2 separate regions of the Mus musculus genome follow, and region 1 is linked to region 2. Evidence: chromatin contacts called from public HiCAR-type data. All regions are on one chromosome and are shown on one strand. The core of a region is the stretch at or near the end of the contact, and the rest is flanking DNA. Distances in the headings are between cores, read along the strand shown.

Region 1 (3,439 bases), core at 413-2,912, 240 kb after region 2:
ATCTCCAACCCCCGCGAGCACAGGCAGCACAAAGTGAGTTCCAGGCCAGCCAGAGCTCTACAGGGAAACCTTGTCTCAAAATATAAAAGAAGTAGATAAGCTGATCTTAAAAATCATATGGGAATGTCAGGGAGCCTAAATGACATTAGTCTTTAAAAAGACCATTAACTGGGGCTGGCAAGATGGCTCCGCAGGTAGTCACTTCCCACCAGATTAGGAAAACCTGACAGTCTGAGTTCAAGGTGAAGGAGAGAACTGATCACGCAGAGTAGGTCCATAAACCTACATATAACCGCTGGTTCACCCCGAATAAAGTGTATTTGTTTACATCTGCCACCAAATAGGATTGTCTCAGAGAGCTGCTTCATTAAGGATCACAGAGGGGAAGGTCTTCTAAAGAGCCTAGCCTAAGACTCCCGAGGAAGGCTTCTCTCCTCCAGTTTCTCCCCTGCCCTCAGTTCTCCGCTCCCAATCAGACCAGATTCTTCTCTGTCTCCCCTCTCTGCATGGCACCCAGGGAAAACATAGACCTCAGATCCCCCTCTCCAGAGACGAGACCAGGGACCACCATGGACCCCCTGTTTCAGACAGACTTTGCCCTGCCCCCTCCCAGCGGAGAGCCAGGACACAATATGACAACTCAGGTTGGACCAACCTACACACAGGCGCTAAGTGTGAAGCTCTTAGAAACATAGGCCTAGCAAGGTATGGTAGCACACACCTTTAATCACAGCACTCGGGAGACAGAGGCAGGCAGAGCTCTGTGAGTTTGAGGCCAGCCTGGTGTACAGAGTGAATTCCAGAGCCAGCCAGAATTATACAGTGAGACTCTATTTCAAAAGACACACGACCTTGGATTAGATGACAGCTCTTTTTGTTAAGATGCCAAAAATCACAATCAGCCAAAAAAAAAAAAGTAGGTGAGTTGAACATCATAAAAATGAAGAACTTGCTGGACCTGAGACAGAAGAATCTAAAGTTCAAGACCCCCTTGAGCTACAGAGTCAGTCTGAAGCCAGCCAGGGCTGTATGATTCTTAGTCTCAAAAAACATTTTAAAAAACGTAATGGAGTATGTGGCAGCGGCAGCGGCAGCAGCAGGACACAACCACTCAATCCTAGCACTCGGGAGGTAGAAGTAGGTGGATCTCTGTGAGTTTGAGACCAGCCTGCTCTACAAATTGAGTAGTCAGGGGCTACAAAAAGAAATACCCTGTCTCACCACAGATCACACATACACACACACACACACACACACACACACACACACACACACACACACACACAGAGCAAGCAAAATTACTCTGTTTAGTGCTCTGAAGGAAGGGTCCAGGAAGACAGCTACAGTGGGCACGGTCAGGAAGGCTTGCCTGAGTGGGGGTGGCAATGGATTAATGCAGAGGTCCCGTGGAGGGGGGGGGGGCTGGAACACACCCATCTGAGTAGAGCCAAAGGCATGGAAGACACAATAGGAAGGGCTACTGTGTCTGGAGGACCGACCTGGCAGAGCATGGAAGCAGCCTGGGTCTGGGGAGTGGGGCTAAACACCACCCTGGAAATATTAAGTCACCTGATGTGGGGTCACCCCTCCTGGCTGATGTCACACTTCCTATGACCGGAGCAGGGAGACAAAGCGCCCCATCCCTGGCTGACTGAGTGGCCCTCCTGCCTTGAGGCTCCCGGGAAGGAAATGCTGATGAAAACCAGCCTCACTGCTATGGCAACGGCAACCACTTCTGCCTAAGAGCCAGGTGGGGAATTCTGCCCAGCAACAGCCCTGGGTGTCAGGAGCCAGCAGGCAGAGATGCACAAAAGCCCCTCCACCTCAGGATCCCAAAGTAACAGTTCCATCCCCGGCTAGGATCCCAGCAGACACCAACATCTGGACAGCCCTGAAAGGTGCCCACTGTAGGTTAATGCTCTGGGTTAGTATTAGCCCTGTGGAATGGATGACGACTATGGAGGCTTGAAGGGATGAGGGAACCTAATCCCTTAGCCCCCTTTCTTTTGCACAGCCATCACCCTCCACAGGCTGAAAGTTTACTGCATAGGTGTTAGTGTCATTAGCATTAAGGACTCAATGATAAATAAAAGGAGGGAGTGTCTCTCACACCCACAGCCACTTTCGCTGGTTATCTTCCTGCCACAGGGGGGTGGGGTGCTTCATTCCAGTCTGGCCCTGTGAAAAGTTATTTGGGGTCTGAGGACAGGAGTGTGAGATGAGACTGCAGGAGAAGGGAGGGCTGCACAGGGCATCCCAAGGGGATAGCCCACTGAGTGGGCTTGACAGATTTCCGCTTTGAACTTGTGCATGATGACAGCGGCTAAGGTTCTGCACGCACTGCTAATATCTGGCTTGGTGCCAAGCTCTTGCATAGCCCATCTATCTTATTTAGCCCGCACGACTACAAATGAAGGGTCGTCACCCCACTCTTCAATGGAGGGCAGGCTCTAGCCTAAGATCTCTGGGCTAAGCAAGGCAATCTTCAGCAAGCCAGGTGGTGTGGCCAGAGCCCAAGCTCCTAACCAGATACCTCCAATCTGCCCTGGGCAGGCCTGGAGCTTGAAGAGGAGTGTCAAAGGGGCAAAGGGGAGGGTTGGTGAGATGGCTCAGTGAGTAAGAGCACCCGACTGCTCTTCCAAAGGTCCAGAGTTCAAATCCCAGCAACCACATGGTGGCTCACAACCATCCGCAACAAGATCTGACTCCCTCTTCTGGAGTGTCTGAAGACAGCTACAGTGTACTTACATATATTAATAAAATAAATCTTTAAAAAAAAAAAAGGGGCAAAGGGGACAGAACCCAGTCACCTCTTGCAATCCGTTCCTGGCCCTGAGCCAGAGTGCTGGGGCAGAATCTATTTGGGGGCGGGGGAGGGGGGGAGTAGCTGGCTATACAGGGGGCCAAGGGAACAGGTAAGGGAGGCCTGCTTCATGGAACCTACTGTGTGCTAACACTGAGTAGGGCTCATTGCATGAGGTATTGTACTATAGCTCCAAAGTGCCAAGAAGAGGCAGTAACAGCTGACACCCTATGCCATGTGTCTCCTGGTTCCAGAAAGCCTCGATCCACCTGACACAGACATGAGGGGCAGACTGGGATCTTTGCACTTTGGAAAACTGAAACACAGAGTCATCACCTAAGATCACAGGGCTCTGAGGACTTCCACCAGGGTGTGTGGCTGGAGTGCCCAGCTCTTCCCACACTCACGGCCCTGTCAGCTGCTCCAGCGTCTCTCCACGCAGGACACCCTTCCTGGGTTCATAGGTGTCAGCGGGTTGGAGCCCTCTCTCCAGGATCCTGTGACTTCTTCAGTGAGACCACCTGTCCTTCCCCATGAACCCTCCCAGAAGCACCAAGGCCACAGAGTAAGGTTGTACAGCAGACTCTTGCCCACAGTCGCCCAGGAGAGAGGAGCCAGCAGCTTCCATAGTTCCGG
Region 2 (3,899 bases), core at 883-3,382:
CTCCCATTTCAAAGATGAAACTGATTCCAAGTGACTTAAGTGAACTGCTCAAGACCACATGGCATGGCTAGTATAGCTGTGATCGGGTCTAGAACACAGATCTTTTTGCCAGCAGCTGTCCGCCAGCCCCAGATCTCCAGCACTACATTCCACACTCCATGTAAGCAGACTGCTCTGGTCCCTGGGTCTCAGGCCTCTCAGGCTTTGAGAGAAGAGGCTCCTTGCCTAAAGCCTGTGACCTTGAATCAGAAACCATCCCATGCCCTCCCTCCCTTGGCACCTGCTCTATCGCTGAGGTCACCAGGGCTCCAGGCCCAGCCCTGAGGCCCGTCCCTGTAGCTTTGGCAGAATTGGACCTCTCAGCCTTTTGGCAACTAGACTCTCCAAAGGAATCAAGACAGGGGTGAGAGGACTTTTCCTCACTGGCCTCCTTCCCAGAACAGCCCATGGGTGGGAGAAAGGAACTTCCACGGGGACAGAGGCCCAGGAAGGAGGCCTCACCACACTGCAGGTATACTGGTCAGGCTCCAGAGCTCTGGTAACCGTTCCGGAATGACTACCCTGCACAACCTTCTAGAGGCCAAAGTTCTGTGCTTACCACTCCGTCCCGTGTAGAGAGCTCAGAAATTCATTTATGTCCCTCTTCCTCTGAATCCCCAAGTCAGGACAGGTCCCTCCTAGAGTCACTCCCAGAGGGAGTACTTTAGCCTGTACCTTGATCCATGTGGACTTCTCCAAAGCAGGGCCCGCACAAACCAGGAGCTTACTTTGAGAGAGTATCTTGCCTTGGCTCAGACTGGCCCCCAACTCAGGAATCTCTTGCCTCCAGGTGCAGGTGCCGTATTAACTGTTGGCTCAAGCCAGAGCAGCGGCACACAGCTGTAACCCAGGAGACAGAGGCAGGAGAATCTTTAGTTCAAGGTCAACCCCTGCTACACATTGAGATGCTGACTTGGTAATAATTAAACAGAAACTGCTGAACTAAGGAATAGGCTCCACTGAGGTTCCCTTACTCACCTGTAAAAAGGGGATGATACCACCTACCAACGAAAAAGTTGAGTGTGACCATGCCCTGAAGTAGGCTACAACCATCAATAGTCGGGTCTTATTTAATAACGTACTTTAAGGTGACAAGCAGTCTAGTGGCAGAAGTCAGGGGAAAAAACTGACTTCAGCAGAGGGTCGCGGCTTTCCGGGAGTTAAGGTGGCCGAGGCCGGAAGAACCCTCTGAATAGACAAATTGTCTTCGCGGAGTGAAGAACGACCCTGGCACAAGCTCAGAGGTCAGTAAATAAAGCCTGAAGCGCTTTCAGGCAGCGGCGACGGGTGGGACTGCGGAGAAAGGCGCAGGCGGGAGACATTCCGCAGGGAGGGGCTAGCACGTGTGGGGCTAGCATGAGGGAAGCAAGGTCACGTTCTCCGCCAGCAGGTGAGGCGCTGGGCAGCTCAGCCATCCGCGGTGTCCAAGGCAACTCTTTTCCACTTGTCTGGTAGGAGCAAGAGGGCTCAAAGGCCACTAGACCATGCTCTCTGTCCAGGCTCCAATTCTTTTTTACTTACGGCGACCGCGTCATTCCTCTCCGAGCCTCTGAGCCTCTTCTACAAGAAGAGGACATAGGACCGTTGAGATGGGTTTTTGGGTAAAGGCCCTTGCTGTCAAGCCTTGACAACCCCAGTTTGATACGTGGGACCCACACGGTGGAAGCAGAGAAGGGACTCCCGCGAGTTACAACGAACGCCCCAGTCTCCCACCCCTTCCCCATAAGTACGCCTACACGAGCATACACAATATAAGAATAAAACCACAGCGAATTAAAAAACAAGGCGGCAGAAGGATCAAGCGGCGTTTCTCCAGCGTGGCACCAGCTCAAGGGCGAGTTTCCTTTCAGTATGGCCGGGGGATGCTCTACTTGGGTTGCGGGAAGCGCCCCGCAGCCAGGCCAGGGATGGGTTAGATGGCACCAACAGGACCGCGGGCGCCGCTGACGTAGGCGACGGGAGGGCTGTGGGGGATGGGCCCCAGCCCTTTGCGGGAGTGCAAGCCCCGGCTTCCTATTTCGGGAGCGAGGGGTGTGGGCCACTTTCATCATGTGATGCGAGGGCTATTTAAAGAGGCTGTCCAGCCGGGAGCTGCGGTTCTCAGTGCCTGCTCGCCTCCTCACTCATCGCACCATGGCGGACGCCTTTGTCGGTACCTGGAAGCTAGTGGACAGCAAGAATTTTGATGACTACATGAAGTCACTCGGTGAGCGAACGAACGGCGCAGGATCTAGGGTCAGGAGGGCCGGCAAGGCGGTCTTGGCGCTGAGCTCCCAGGGGGAGTGCCCCCATGTGCCTCCCGCAAGCTCCTAGCCAGTCCAGACAGGGAATACTGAGGTGCGGAGGGTGGCCTGGGCTGAAGCCACTCCACTCCACCCCACCCCACCCCGGCCTCCTGGGAGGGGGGTGTCGCGGTCCAAGCTTGGCGAGCCTCGTAGCTGGAGGGGAAGGGTAGAGGCAGCTGTGGCCGCAGAGGTCCGGGATGGGAGGCTTTCTAGGAAGCAGTGTAGGTGATCCGGAGGTGGAAAGGGGAGGGAAAGAAGGGCGGGAGGCTGGCCGCAGGAGAAGGCAAAGAGGAGCATGGTGGTCCAGAAATTGAATTCCGAAAGGGAATAGAGCAGATAGGAGTGTACAGAGCCTGGAGGAAGACTAAAGAAAATCAGTGAATTCCATCTGGGAAGAGGTGAAGATACAGCCAGGCAGTCAGCAACAAGCCCTACCCCTCCATGTTGGGGTAGTGAAGAGGCCTCTCTCTGGAAGATGCCCTGGTTCTCACCAGCCTGACCTTCACCTACAGTGTGTGCAGCCACCCCTGGGATCAGTCGGAGACGCTGCTGCTAGAGCAGGGCAAGACGACCACTACACATAGGCTTCCCGGCCGCACCAGTCGGCCACCGGATCAGTGCTGGGGATAGGGTGAAGAAAGCCTGGGATCGAGCAGAGGGTGTCAGAAGAAAGGTGAAGAGCTATGAAGGGAGAGTGTGGCTTGGGGCTGGGGAAATTGTGTGGTGTGGGCGGTGACACAACGCCTTTAACCAGCACTCTGGGAAGCAGAGGCAGGTGAATCTCCCGAGTTCTAGGCCTGGTCTATACAGAGAGAATTCCAGGACAGCCAGGACTACACAGAGAAACCATGTCTTGAAAAAAAAAAGAAAGGAAGAGTCCCATGATTTACTTAATAGGAAGACAGCTTGGGACACATGAGCTCATCGCCTCATAGGAAAGCCCAGGATTTCTTTTTGAAGACTGAACTAGAGCCTTGTGCATGCCCCCTACTGCTGAGTTATACTCCCCACTCACACACACACACACACACACCCTCTTTTTACTCTGTGTAACAGGTTCTCACTAACTTCCCCAGGTTGGCTTTGATCTTGTAACCTGCCATCTCGGCCTTCCAAATAGTTGAGAACCCAGAACTACCTAGAGTTCTTCCCATTTCAACAGTGGGGAATGTCACATGAACCACTTATCCAAGACGGCCCCAGCCCTTCCTTTCTTGCCTTGAGCTTAGATAAAGACCTCTACCTGCGGAGTCCCTGGCTATATCATCCTGGTCTAGGAGGCTGGGGCAGGGAAAACAGGACTGTGTCATGCCTGAGCTAGCTTCCACTCCGTCTTCCCCGGGAAGGAGGGCTGGAATCGGACATGTTGAGGGATGTGTGTAGTTGCCTCTCACCTACTTCCAGCTCTTCTCTGAAACAGGCCCACAAAGCAATTTGTCCTTTTGGTTTGGGGAATGGAACCCAAGGCCCTTTGCCCGTGCTAAGCAAGCACTGCGACTGCTGAACCACATCTCCAGACAGGGCTCCCACCGGCACCTACCCTACCCTGAGGCTCTCCAGGAAGGCAGCTGGTCT

What was found. HiCAR-type assays count read pairs that join an accessible place to other places.
Region 1: a HiCAR-type map of astrocytes shows a contact between it and region 2, with 2.7 times the contacts expected there. The contact joins the enhancer-like site here to the promoter of Fabp3 in region 2. A contact is called at or near these places in 4 of 39 promoter capture datasets (embryonic stem cells, hippocampal neurons and neural stem cells), 3 of 15 datasets of contacts at CTCF or cohesin (the G1E-ER4 cell line, the NIH/3T3 cell line and large pre-B cells), 6 of 484 Hi-C or Micro-C datasets (bone marrow-derived macrophages, cranial neural crest, cumulus cells and 1 more), 22 of 115 datasets of contacts at active chromatin or transcription factors (astrocytes, bone marrow-derived macrophages, craniofacial prominence and 12 more) and 5 of 9 other capture datasets (adipose tissue, embryonic stem cells, liver and 2 more).

The regions. Positions count from the first base shown.
Region 1 is chr4:130,550,804-130,554,242 of GRCm38.p6, forward strand. All of the region lies in intron 1 of Nkain1 (Na+/K+ transporting ATPase interacting 1), which reads right to left. Among named protein-coding and RNA genes, the nearest start is that of Nkain1, 22 kb to the right of the region's middle. Within about 2 kb of position 1,663, at least 55 of the 459 cell types and tissues checked have an H3K27ac peak or open chromatin away from gene starts, as enhancers often do. A contact at or near this core is called in astrocytes, craniofacial prominence, hippocampal neurons and 2 more, where this site is marked.
Region 2 is chr4:130,306,606-130,310,504 of GRCm38.p6, forward strand. It overlaps Fabp3 (fatty acid binding protein 3, muscle and heart), which reads left to right and starts at 2,133. Exons shown (of 4, transcript NM_010174.2): 1 at 2,133-2,245. The coding sequence starts at 2,173. It overlaps Gm10570 (a long non-coding RNA gene), which reads right to left and starts at 1,100. Exons shown (of 4, transcript XR_868203.3): 1 at 1,018-1,100; 2 at 715-879.